2 separate regions of the Callithrix jacchus genome follow, and region 2 is linked to region 1. Evidence: chromatin contacts called from public Hi-C data. All regions are on one chromosome and are shown on one strand. The core of a region is the stretch at or near the end of the contact, and the rest is flanking DNA. Distances in the headings are between cores, read along the strand shown. Region 1 holds the start of EPM2A (EPM2A glucan phosphatase, laforin). Region 2 overlaps SHPRH (SNF2 histone linker PHD RING helicase).

Region 1 (6,955 bases), core at 143-2,642:
ATTTCACTTCTTTGAATCTACTCTGCAGAAACATTCCCAAATGTTCAAAGATAACCTGCAAAAGGAATTTCAATTAAGCTACTACTGTCTATAACAGAAAACTGAAAAGAACCTAAATGCACATTGGTAGATGCAGAATAATATGTTACCATTTAAAATATATATCTACATGTAAAATAAAGATGTCCCCAACATATTGTTCCGCAAGAAAAGAAAAAATTCAGAATGAGATATAATTTTTGTTAAAAAAAAAAAAGTATATGCATGTATCACATACATAAATGTATACAGGCAGTGTACTTAAGATGCGTGCAGGAAACACTAAGTTTTCACTATGTATATTTCTTTATCATCATTATTATTATTCTACAACCAGCATGTATTGTTTTAGTATTTTAAGAAGTCAGGTCAAGTCTCAATTGTCATATACCTGGGATTAAAAAAGAAAAAAATCCAATATTCAACGTCTTTCCATTAGTTCATTCTCAAAATAAGAAAAAAAAATCTATACAGTAAGTAACACGTTGCAGTCTAGGATTAGCGAAAATGCTAGTTTCGCTGGTTGGATCGTTTTTTTAGTGAACTAGGACAGGAAAATGAGGACACAGAAACCAACTAAGGCGGAGTTGGGCAGCGAAGCCGTTCGGCGGCGCGCGGCCGGGCAGCCCAGGGACCCGCGCAAGGAGGACTCGGAGGGCTAAGGGGCCCCGGGCGGGAGACGAAGGGCACCGGCCCCTGACGCAGGCGCGGTTGGAAAGAAACTGTGGACTGGGTGTGCGGAAACCAGGTCAGAGAGGCGAGCAACCAAGGGGGCGGGAAGGCGGGCGGGAGCGCTGTACGGGTCTAGGGAACCAGTAGGAAGCCGGAGGCGCGGCTGGCGGCGACACCGTAGCCCGCAGAGCAGGGTCAGCCCGGGGCGCTCGGCGAGTGCCCAGGGACGCGGGCAAGGAGCCCGGGACGCGCGCCGCGGGGGCCTGCGGGGCCCGCCCGAGGCCGAGGCCGAGCTCCCGCTCCGTGCCCGGGGCCCGGGGCCGGCGCACATTGCCAGTACCTTCCCAGGAGAGCTCTCCTCCCGGCTCCCGCTTCAGGAACTTGTACCAGAACGTGTCCACGCGTCCCGGCTCCGCCCCGTCCTGCGCCGCCTCCTCGGCCACCAGCTCCACCTCCCCAATCCAAAGGCCCGGCTCCTGCAGCGCCCGCGACCCGGCGCCCGCCGCGGTGCCCGCGGGTCTCATGAGCACGGCCCCTCCCGGCTCCCAGCGCCCCAGCTCGGGCCGCGACCCCACGACCAGCAGCTCTGGCCGGGCGCCAGCCACGGCGGGCGGCACCACCACCCCGAAGCGGAAGCGCATGGCGGGCGGCCTGCGACGCGAATCCCCGGGCCCCGAGTTTCAGCGGCCGGCAGGCGCTGCCTGAGCGCGAGGCGGCCACGGCGATTGGGCGGCGGCGCGGGAGGCCCGGGCACAGCCGGGAACACGTGCTGTTCTGCGCCTTCTTTGGGCTGCATCACGCGGCCCCCGAGCCCAGGCTGCGTCCGGGCCGGCGGGAAGGGGTCCGCCAGCCGCCTCTTTGTGCACCGCAGCCCCGCGGGCGGCTGATTTCCACTTGCGGGCGCTGGGGAAGCGGCTAGCGGAAGAAAAGGAAGAGAAAACGGGGTTCGGGAAGGGAGGAAATCTTCTAAGCCAGGCAGTCGTCCAGTCCTCTTTCCAAGAGACTGGAAATTAACTTTACGAGGATCATGAGGAAAGAAATGGCCTCCAGACAGCAGCCTCCTAATTGTGAAACGGGGGAAGATCTTGGACCGGTCTCTGGAGCGCTCCACGCCTTAACCAAGTCACTTTTCTCATGGGTCTCAGGTTCTTTATCTGTAAAATGAGGGTATAAAATAATCTTTTCAAATCCTACCGGCTCTAATGGATATCTGATTGGTGGAGACAACCCAATGGTTGCAACAACCCAGAGCTGATGCAAAACATTACATACCATTCCCCTGTCTGAAAAGCCACACGATCACCTTCTTTTTTCAAAAAGTATTATATTTTTAGTATGTGTAAAGTAAGTTTGGAGTAAATACTTTCAAGTACTTTTGAAGGTCAAAACAAAAACTAATTCTGTGACTGTAAATGTATGCATTTTTTAATGGAGTAATTATTTTTTTAAAGCCCTTTGTTTAAAATTTACTTTCAATAAGCCAGCACTAGTCTTTCAGCTTAAAACCTTTTTGGGTCAAGAAACAGAGATTTTTTTAGTTGTCTGGCCAAAACCTAAAATACTATATATCTTGGTCGGGGAACTTCAATTTGTCGCTGCCATCAGACAAATGTCCTGATAGTTTTATATTCTTTAATAAAGTTATCCTTGTATTCTTATGTTTATGTATTCGCTAACATTTAACAACATGAATCCGTGATGTGAATTAAAGACACAGGCATTTTTACCAGTATTTGGAATTTTGTGAATAGCAAGGGGTGGGGGGGGGAAAGGCCAAAGTTTTATGCGTTGAGAATATCATAAGTAAAACAGAAAGTGAAAAAAATGTAAACTACACAAACACAATCTCTTGTGGAACACCTAGAAAACTTACAATACAGTTCACTCTTGCATATTGACATTCCACTCAAAGTTTGATTGGTTGCTAAGCTTAAGGATAAACACTGTGAACAATGTGAAGACAGAAAGGCTGGCCAAACACAACTGATTGAGTAGCAAATCAGACATTATTAAATCACAGTGGCATGTGAGTCGGTTTATGCAAATTGCTGTTACAAGATATTCTTAGAGTAAGTTTAGAAAAGTGAGAGTCATTTGGCGATGCAGAGAGGATTGTGTCTGCAGTGGAATCCAGACTCCAGTGAAAGTTTTTATTCCTCAGGACCCGGGAGCTGACAGCTCCAGACTTGCTTTTGCTCCACTGTGCTGCCTATGTTGTGTGCCTCCCAAATGGCATTATTCCCACCAGCTCTTCCAGAGTGAGTTCTGCCCGTTCTGTAGACGCAACAATAGCAGAAAAATTAAACAGTATGTTTGTTCAACAGACACGGTTTACTTCTCTCTCATCATAAAGACGTTGAATAATTTTAACCATTGGAAGAAGTAACCCTCTTAAAAGCCCCTAAACAAAATACGTAATAGCTTATTTTATGGCAAGGATTTAAATTAGGTATAAATTGGATGGCTGCTCTGTGTAGTAAGTAAAATGCAACTGGAAAGGAGAACAAGACCAAAATAGGGCTTAAAGGACATATTTCAAACTTTGATCATATTTTGATGGCCAATCATTGGGGTATACAAATATTAACCATAATAGTATCCATTGAGTCTATAGTATGGGCCAGGCACATGGTTTTTGTACTCGTGTTATCTTATTTAATTCTCTCACCAATCCTATGAGGTAACTACAGATGTTTTTCCCATTTTAGATGTGAAGATACTCCAGCACAAAAGGGTCCAATAAACAGTCTAAAGCAAGGAAGGGCAGAGCCAGGGGCTAAAAGGCATGCATTCAGCTTATAGATATAGATGCAGATATAGATTCTAATAAGGAAAATCTGTTGCAGAATGCATCTAAATTCTAGCATATTTAAATGTTATTCTCCATCAGCTCTTAATTTTAAAAAATTAAATTCCAGTGATTATTTGTTGTAACTAACTTCATCCTTAGAAATTATGAAGAGGCGAATCATGAGTGGCAGTCTAAATGGATCAATGAATCTGTAAAGACACAAATATCTTAGCATTTGAAGAGAATTCGGCTGCACGTCCTAGGAAATTATAATTTTTATGCCTTTTTATACCTATGTGTTGGGAATGGAAACACAGATTTAAGAAGCCAAGGTGAAGAATTTTACCAGTTTTTAAACTGTGTTAGTTTTAGATCTTTTCCCTTGTTGGGTCCTCCATATGAGATTTCTGTTTACGTTTCAAAGAATCATGGTATTTACTAAAACAGATTATTTATGAAATCCATGTGAGGTCAGATTCTTGATGATATGGGACAAGCTAAATTTAGAGCAAGAGTCAGTCCAGTAGAGTAACATAATTCTGATAATAATTTGTAAAAGACCAAACCAATTTGTTGTCATTGAATTTCATTTTTATAATGCTATCTTACATATAACTGTAAACATTCCTGAGAAATGGGTGATAAATTCACACATAGAGTTTCAGGATCCAATTCAAATGTAAATTCTTTTGAAGCCCCCTCAGGGAAAGCTATTAGTTCAATCTTGAGTGATTTACGATTTCTGAAGCAATCTCACTAGTCAGCAAGTATTGTATATGTATATACACACTGATGAAAACCATGTTTTATCTACATAGTTCAAGGACTGTAATAACTATTGGTTTATTATCAACAGAACATATCTAAAAGTTAAATATGTCACGTATACTATTTTCAATTTTGTAGCATTTAAAAAAAAGAAAAAAAAACCCTTTCAGAGAAAGTTTGAATACAGCTTAAAAACTACAGCTAACTTTTTTCTGGATTAAAAAAGTATGGCTTAGGCTGCTTTATAAGTTGGGGTTCCCATGGGTTAGAAACCCCTTTGGGAATCTAGAAGAACAGAATATAAACTAAACTAAGGCTTTGCCCCAAATTCCCACAACATTCCTCAACTGTTGTAAAAATTCATGTCTTTTTTTGACGCATATAAAAATCTCTTTGTCTCCAGAAGATTCCAATAATTCCACTTCCCACCCATCCCACCGTAGTTTTTGTATCTACAGTGTATCGCCACCAGCCTGTTTTGTCATTCTTCTTTCTTTGCAATTTGTATTATTAAAATATTAACTTTTAGGAATGCTCCAAGCATGAAATTACAATGAAGCCTATGCCCTTCCAAAGGACATTGACCTGCCCCTTCCCTCAGACACCCTCCATCATAGTAAAATTTACACCTCCTCCCCCTCACTTCTCCGCTGAAAACCTCTACTCAATAGGTCATTCAAGCCTGGGCTTTGCTAGGCAATGACCTAAAATGACTTTGCCTGGGGAAAGTAGAGGGCCAAGCCAGGTGGCTGGACCTCAAGGTTAGAGACACTGGTTTAGAGCTTCCTTCAACTGTAAAAAGATCCTCCTAGGTCTGAGTAACTTGAACAGGCTGGTTAACACCCTTTCCAAAGACAGTGGAGAGCTTGATAACTCAACCCTTAGGAATAAAAGAATGGTGGCTGGAAGGGATGATTTGAAACTCGCAAGGGAACATTGAAAGAGTTTAAGAAAAAGGAAAGAAAAAGGAAAGAGGCTAGCTTTCCTTTAAGAAAAAGGAAAGAGGCTAGCTGAAAGCAGAGCTTACTCATTTACGCTTAGAGAATGGAGACTGTTTGTGGGGGCAAACCTGACAAGTACTTTTTAAGAACTTGAATTCTGTAATTCACTTTTTGCTTAGTTTTCCCAACAACTACATGTATGTTATATTAAAAGTATTTTAAATATGAAACTGCTGCAGGCAGAAGGTAAGTTTGAAACATTCTTTGACTTCACCATCACCTGGAAGAAGAGAACCCAGGTAAAAGTTGGTAGTAACTGAGAAGTCTTGGGTGAAATCCTAGTGACCTACAGTGTAAGAGATCATGTCCACCAGGAGTTGAGTAACGACCCTGGGCTTCCGCCAAATCTCTAGTTCTTTTTAGAAATTTATGGATTCCCTGGAAATGTCAAAACAGTGTAGGGGGAGATAGTGTACCCATATTTACCTAGTGAAAACAGCTGTTTATTCAGATATATACACTTGTCCAAGCATGCACTAGAACCTAATTAAAATATAATTCTCTAAAATGACTCTCATGTATGCAAATTAATGAGAGAACCAGCAGGATGGTGAAACTGACTCAAAGAGAATTTAAGATACAATGTATGTAGGCACTGAAAGAATGCTAGACAATTACTAGGTTAGATACAAAATTGATAAACTTCCTACTGGGAAATTAAAATGTAACATTTGAATTTATCTTTTCTACCAGATAGGACTCCCTTGCACCTTTAACAGATAAACACCTACAAGATTTCATATGTAACTTTGGGGGCTGGCCTCAATCAATAGTAAATAGTAAAATACACCAAGGCACAAATAATCTTAGAAAGAATGACATAACTCTGCGGTGATCCTGATGCAGTCTCCAGCATGCAGAACATGCAGTCAACCTGGCCCCTTAAGGCTAAGCTCAGATACTTTTTTAAACAATGTGTAACAATAATAATAACTTTCATGTATTGAGCTTTCATCTACCAAGTGCAACGCACTGAGCAATCTCACCTACTTTATCTTATTTAATCCTCTAAACATTGCTCTATGTGAGAAGGTTGGGTCTGATCACACATATCAAAGGATTTGCAACCAGAATTTGGGATAGCTAAAAACCAAGAAAGGAATGGACTTAGGAGGAAGCTGTATTCCAAGTCTAGGTACCTGCATCAACAAAAGCAGAGGCAGAAAATCTCAAAAGTATGTAATTTTGGAGTAAAAATGAAGAATACAGATCTCTAAAATTGTTATTGCAAGTTAATTACAAGGCAAACATACATTTTGGCTCACTCAGATACATTTTAGACTATGTACTTTATATGTTTCACATATCACTGTTCGTGACAAAGGCAATGGGCAAAAAGACAAAGATGTTATAGTAGTTCTATGAAGAAGAACTGGAATAGAAAAGAGGGAAATAATGTCTTGGGTGTTTAATGTCCAGAGACAGACTATCAAACTTATTAAAATCAAGAGATAGGCCAGGCACTGTGGCTTACACCTGTAATCCCAACACTTTGGGAGTCCAACGTGAGTGAATCAGGAAGTCAGGAGTTTGAGACCAGCCTGGCCAATATGGTGACACCCACTCTCTACTAAAAATACAAAAATTAGCCAAGCATGATGCCACATTTCTATAGTCCCAGCTACTTGGGAGGCTGAGGCAGAAGAATTGCTTGAACCCAGGAGGCAGAGGTTGCAGTGAGCCA
Region 2 (6,668 bases), core at 563-3,062, 160 kb after region 1:
GACAGATGTCACAAATTAAATTAACTGAACAAAAACTCAAATTTAAAAAAAAACAGAACAGGATTCTACACATAGTAGAATTCTATACATAGTATGGTTAGGCTTCTCTGGGAATTGGAATGTAGAGATGTACAGTTTTTTTTGTCTACAAAAAGGCTATGTATTTGCTTGATAAAAATGCCGATTTCTGGACCACATCCCAGGTCTAATGAGTCAAAATTTATGGGGGTAGAGCCTTAGCAAAAATATTTATATTAAAAAGCAGGCCAGTTGATGGTCACATACTTACAAGTTTGACAAGAGAAGCAATTGTGTAGCATGTGGTGTGTGGGAAGGGTACTATATTGCTGTCACTTTATCTATGTAGTGGCTATATCTATTTTCTTCTGGAAAGAAATTTCTTATTATCTAAGACTCTAGTTCATTATAGGGTCAGGGTCTCCACTGGCAAAAGTGCTTTGTATGAAACCTAGCCAAACCTAAGACACAGTGAACAAGACACGTGGGCCATATGTTCTGCCAGGAGGCCAATTTTACTATCCAAAATGCCTGGCAGTTGTCAGAACTTGCAAGGGGAATTTTGTTTACTTTGTGAGCTGCCCAGTAGGTTCCAAAGGTCATTTAGGAATACTGTCACACTGTTGCTAGGGAAGACATGGTCTTCAACTTAGGTACATCCACTGAACAGGACGTTTGTAATCCCAATATTCATTTTATATCTATGGTCAATCAACAGCATTCCTTACATTGTAAAATCTCTTATTTCCAAGAAATACCACTTAAAAAATGTCTACTACTGTTAAATAGTAGTTGTATGTTTTCCAAATATCTTTTATCCACAGAACAGCTATATGATTAAGCATTATATATGATATATTGTTTGCTATGACTGAGAATCTTGACATAAATACAGTGAAATAACCATTTCAGAAATAAATTTTATATTTCAGAAAATATAAACATTTCAATTAAATAAAAAATTACTTCTCAGTATTATTTATTAAAGATCAGGGATTTGATATCAACAATAATAAAAAGAAAAAAACTAAGTTTAGGAATAATTGGAACTAATAGGTCTAAAATTTGAAAATAATGCCTTAACTATTTACACTGAGCCATGTTTATTTACATACAAATCCAAAATAGGCAATATGATCATTTACATGGAAGTTTCAAAGAGGCACAAGAGAGGTATGAAGTCTCAGCATACAATAAGCAGATGTTTCAAGGAGGAAGTGATAGACAGCAGGGCAGAAATGTGACAGAAGTAAGAAGAGGGGACAGGAAGCACAAGGCAAATGTGACAGACACAAATGGTAACAGAAAAAGTAGTGAAGAGCCAACCTAAACGTGGCATGAAGCAATGTGAGGAAGTCAAAGAGGGATTAAAACTTGCTTGCACAATGGTACAATATTCAGTCTTATGTTCAAGAAAAGGAAATGTAATTACATATGCATCTTTGACAAAAGGGAAATTATCTTTACTAAATTCTATAATCTTAATTTTTAAAAAGATGTTTCAGTTAATTCATGTGTTAATCAATACCCATGAACCACAGGGAGAAGTGAGAGCATCATAAACAGTATTTATACACTGATATCTTTGCTCCAACAGCACAGCACATGTAACTGTGCCAATCTCTATCCTGGGTGTCTAGGAAAGCTGCCATAAAATGAACAGGTGTTTGGGTGTGATTGGCTCAATGACTGTTTCATAGACTGTGCTGTTGACTGGTAGCTAGAGCAATCGCTTCCTCAATCTCTGCACAAAACCTGACACAGCACTTCTTCCTTCTGACAGTTCCTTGTACTGCGATGCATGCTTTCACCTAAGGGTAAGCCACCTCTTCTTAGACACAAAAGCCATCTGTGGCCCTTGAGATGCCTGTGGCCAGAGGAAGGCTAAGAAAGCCTATTTTTATGGGAAGGAAAGGGGAAACTATAGGAGTGGGAAAGAAATGGGGAGAGAGGGACTGGGAAGGAGAGTAGTTTTTTGTGTTGCAGGCAGGACAAAGAATAACTGTCAAATGAAATGCCTCAAGGCTGTACCATAGGTCACCTACCTCTTCATTCAGTAACTCTTTAGCATTTGCTTTAAAAATACAGTCCTCCCCTAGTATCTGCGAGGGACTGACTGTTCAAAAATCCCTGTGGACACCAAGATCCCAGGATGCTCAAGGCCCTTATATAAAATGTCGTATTTGCATGTAACATATACATAGCCTCCTGTATACTTTAAATCATCTCTAGATTACCTCATATAATCCCTACACATCATTTCATTTGTGTGGATTCAACATAGACTTGGCATGCTGCAAATTCAAGTTCTACTCTTTAGAACTTCACGGAATTTTTCTTTTTCCAAATGTTTGTGATCCGTGGTTGGCTGAATCCAGATACACAGTGCTGACTGTAAAACGTATCCAGGGATTCACTGATAGGGAATAGGACTAGATGATCCTTAGGTCATGATGTTCTCATTACCTATCCTTGCCCATTCTGTTACTCCCATACTGTCCTGGACTTCCTTCCTACTTGTTCACCCTCTGATTCTTTTCCTTTCACTCCTGGACCTTTCACTGGTGTCCCCGGGAACTCATACTTTATTACGATCAACAATTGTTTCATATTTTCTACCTTTTGTGGAAATACTACTCTTCACTTCCCTGCTTTAATTAGAATCTGACTATCCTCTAAGCACACTGGTCTCTCAGCAGCCCTTCTGAATGATGTTTATTCTCTCACTCCTTGCATTTGACACAAATACAAGTTTCAGATCATTATTTCTCATTTGTGTAACAACTTCTATTCTTTTGAGGCCCAGTTATCCCAACTCTACCCTTTCCTATCATTTACTGAACCCCACCTTACATTCACTAAAGAACTTTGGTGCCTAAATTACTCTATAACTCAACTCTAGATATTACACACTGTCTGCATGGACAACCATCCAAAATGCAGGTCTCACTGTTTCATCTTCTAACCTCTTTTCTTCTCTGCCTCACTTGAGTCACTTACTTCTACAGTCATATCTGGCATACCTGACCTCCCCAGAATGACTATGATCTCCCATACTCAGGGAACACCTATGCTTATCTTTTGTGCTCAACAGCCCAATTTATACCTGTTATTTGACTTCAATGAGACCTCTCTACTTTTTCTCTATACATCAGCATTTTCCTTCTTTTCAAGAAACTTGCATTGAGAATTATCCTTTCTCCTATATCTTCAGTCTATCCTTTTTCACTAGAGATTAAACAAGTGCAAGAATCTTTTGTCTTAAACAAAAGAAAATAACAAAGTGATGTCTTTCTGTACTCATATCTTCTGGTTATAATTCTGTTTCTATTTAATATTTTCTACTCTTGTGGAAATACTGCTCTTCACTTCCCTGCTTTAATTAGAATCTAGCTATCTTCTACGCATAGTGGTCTCTCAGCAGCCTTTCTAAATGAAGTGAATTTAAGAAACAATTGGGCATTTTTTTCTATTTGTTGACTTCCTGCTCATCCCTCAATCCCTCCCAACCTGCTTTCTGCCTCTATATTTGTATTAAAAGAACTCCTTCTGAAGTCATCAGTGACTTCATTAGACAATTAGTTCACACTGTAGTTGATCCACAATTAGCACTACTACCTCCTTACCAAAGCAGAGCTTCCCTGTGGCCTCTGTTGCCAGCATACTCCCCTGGATTGCCTGGCCCTAGTTGCTCCTTCTCATTTTCCAGCCCTCCCCACTTGATTCAATCTTTAATTCAATCTACCAGTACCATGCTATTTTGGTTACTGTAGCCTTCTAGTATAGTTTGAAATCAGGTAGCGTGATGCCTCTAGCTGTCTTCTTTTGTAGTGCTTATCACAATTATAACACATTAATTACTTGTTAGCATCTGTGCATCTTTCCCCAACTCAAACTCCTTCACCAATTCCCACAAGAGGAATAACCATATCTATTTTATTTATGAGTGTATGCTGCAACTACGAGGCCTTGCCTGTGTGCTAGCACATACTTGCATGGAATGAATGGATGGATGAATGCTTATTCTAACTGTGGGATTCTGTTTATCTCGACAGACTAGAGAGCAATAGGACTGACATTTTTAGGTTTTACTCAAATAACAGTGAAAAAAAAAGCAATTAAAAGTTCTTTAATTCAACTACAGTTTTCTTGGGAGGAGGGCACCCTAACACCTAACTACTGGTAGTGAATTTCAACTTGTAGCTGATTCTACTTATAAAACGCATTACTTAAAAGTGAAAAGAGAGTATCAAAAACTCAGAAGAAGAAGGAATAAAGAACACTTTATATTGCTTAAGAGTCAACCCCATCATTCTCCATTCTCATCCTCTAACTCCTTCCTTAAAGCCCATATTTGCTACTACATTTAGATACTGATGTGTCCTTTGTTCAAGTTTGGTTAGAAAAAAATATTTAAAAAGCCTATTTAAGGAAAAGAAAGAACAAAATAGCCTCCACTTTGTACTAAATACCCCTTAAGCAGTGAATCCAATTACAGATCTGGTCTGGATAACAAATTATAGTAATTTTTTAAAAATTCTGAATGAAGCATGGAAAAAAATTAGGAAAATAACACCAAAATTTGGCTGCACCCTGAAATATCAATCCATGCTATTTAAATTCTTGTAACTGTCTTCATTAACCAATTTACTTTTTCCTTCTGTTTACTTAGACACATCTTTCCCCTTATATGCAGGGTTGAACAAAAGAATGAGGAAAACTCTTTCTTTAAATAAGTCTCTAATTTAACCAGACCTCTATCTACTTGTGGTGGATAGAAATACTATAGAGGATGATAGGAAACTGGAATTTTAAGATGTTACATTTTAGCCACAAAGTGCATGACTATTGCTAACCATGTTTGAATAAGTGTTCTGTGTTCCTTCCACAATTAAAACTTAGATGGTTAAGCTGAGGCTTTCAGGCAGTATATCTACGGACAACAGTGGTATCCACCTATTCACTGTGCCAAGCTTGTTGTGATATTCACGGTTTCTTAATCAGATACTGCTTTCTATTACATTGCCTTACCTATGCTTCTGTGTGTTCCTGACCTACTTTACCTTCACAGGGATGTCCTCTTCCTGGCTTGCTTTCTCTGAGGTGAAGACATATGATATTTCTTTGTGAGATGTGGTCTGGCGGCAGATTGCACACTTAATGGAGCTTCTGTGAGATCCCACGCTGTATTGTTCAACAATTATAGAAATGCATTCATTACAGAAACAGTGACCACAGGTCAGTACTGCCCACTAAAAAGAAAACACACAGAACAAGCTTTACCACTATTAAAGATGCCTTTCAATTCTATCAAAAAAAAGCCTTAGTGCTATCAAAGATGCCTTTCAATTCTATCAAAAAAAAGCCTTAGTGCTATCAAAGATGCCTTTCAATTCTATCAAAGATGCCTTTCAATTTGTAAGTATATTAAAAGGAGAAGGGAGTCACAATTTTTCTTCCTAAAGATTTCATGACATTAATATTCTCTGTTATAAAGCTAAGTTGTGCTTTTAAATTAATTGTTTTTTATTCCAAAGTAAGCTTTCATAGACTTCAGTTCTGTTTATCCTAAGTGAGTATGATAGTCAGCCATCATTACTTTGTAGGAAGTTGGTGTTCTCATTTCTGTATCTGGGAAAAGTGCAAATTAGTCCTTCAGCACTCTAACAATATATACAACAGAGGGACTCAGAATAACATTATTTTGGAGGTAATATCATACTCAATATGTTCCACTTAATTTAAAAAACATTTATATTTTCACACATTAAAGCACTTATATAGAAAATAATATGGGCTAGTTAGTATTTCAAATTTATTTGGGTATTTTTTTAAAAAAATACAAACAAAAAGAAATTTTTAAGAAACCCCTTGTCATATTTCGAGAAAAATAAAATAATACACTCTGAATCTCTGCAAACACACCAGGGAGACTTTTGCCCTCTTTGGCAATGAGAGACGTAAAAGAGCAACAGATTTAGTCTAGGTGAAAGTTCTAAAAGCTATGGCATCTTATAAATGTTTATTTAACCTTTTTCACCTGGTAAAAACAGTAAGAAAAACTGAGTGTCGTTTTGAGTGAAAGCTCCTAAATCCTTAAGCTATGTTTGTTTTCAGGATTTGGACATGTATGGAAAGAAAGTATATGGCTGGCCCACTCAAGGTTCTTTGCAGGACCAACTAAGATGCTCTTTGGACAAGACACAATGAAGGAAAGAGAAAATTGAGTAATATAAGCTTGGTTTTAAAACCACTATGTTGCCTGTTATCAGCTAATACTATTCCTACTGTTTTCCAGCTGCACCTCTGCCAGAGTCCACAAGAGTTGAGACTAATGAAACTGAAGAGCTATTTTATCAGCATTTTGTATGACACAGAGCGGCACTCTATTGCACTTTATGAACCTCTTGCGCCACTGGGCTACTCTATTGGAAAGCAGTTTTGTGACTCAAAAAGGTGCTCAAAAAGGACCAACTAAACAGCCAGACAGGTCTACCTACATGTACAACGGTGAAGAACCAATGAGATACCTGGCACCTGAGCATTAGGAGTGATAGGAAGCTGACTGACCCAAACAGAAGAAATAAATGGCGATGCCTCAAGGGGCATCAGCTGGTACATAGATGTTATCTCTGACAGATTCTAATTTA

The links. A called contact is a pair of places that touch in the nucleus more often than the background predicts.
Region 2: a contact with region 1 is called in a Hi-C map of skeletal muscle, with 5 times the contacts expected there. The contact joins the enhancer-like site here to the promoter of EPM2A in region 1. A contact is called at or near these places in 2 of 3 Hi-C or Micro-C datasets (both in skeletal muscle).

The regions. Positions count from the first base shown.
Region 1 is chr4:152,514,642-152,521,596 of calJac240_pri, forward strand. EPM2A (EPM2A glucan phosphatase, laforin) reads right to left here and starts at 1,393. Exons shown (of 6, transcript XM_054254493.2): 1 at 1,052-1,393. The coding sequence starts at 1,352.
Region 2 is chr4:152,676,264-152,682,931 of calJac240_pri, forward strand. It overlaps SHPRH (SNF2 histone linker PHD RING helicase), which reads right to left. Exons shown (of 29, transcript XR_004742130.3): 25 at 5,082-5,270. Among named protein-coding and RNA genes, the nearest start is that of SHPRH, 61 kb to the right of the region's middle. Within about 2 kb of position 1,813, at least 3 of the 16 cell types and tissues checked have an H3K27ac peak or open chromatin away from gene starts, as enhancers often do. A contact at or near this core is called in skeletal muscle, where this site is marked.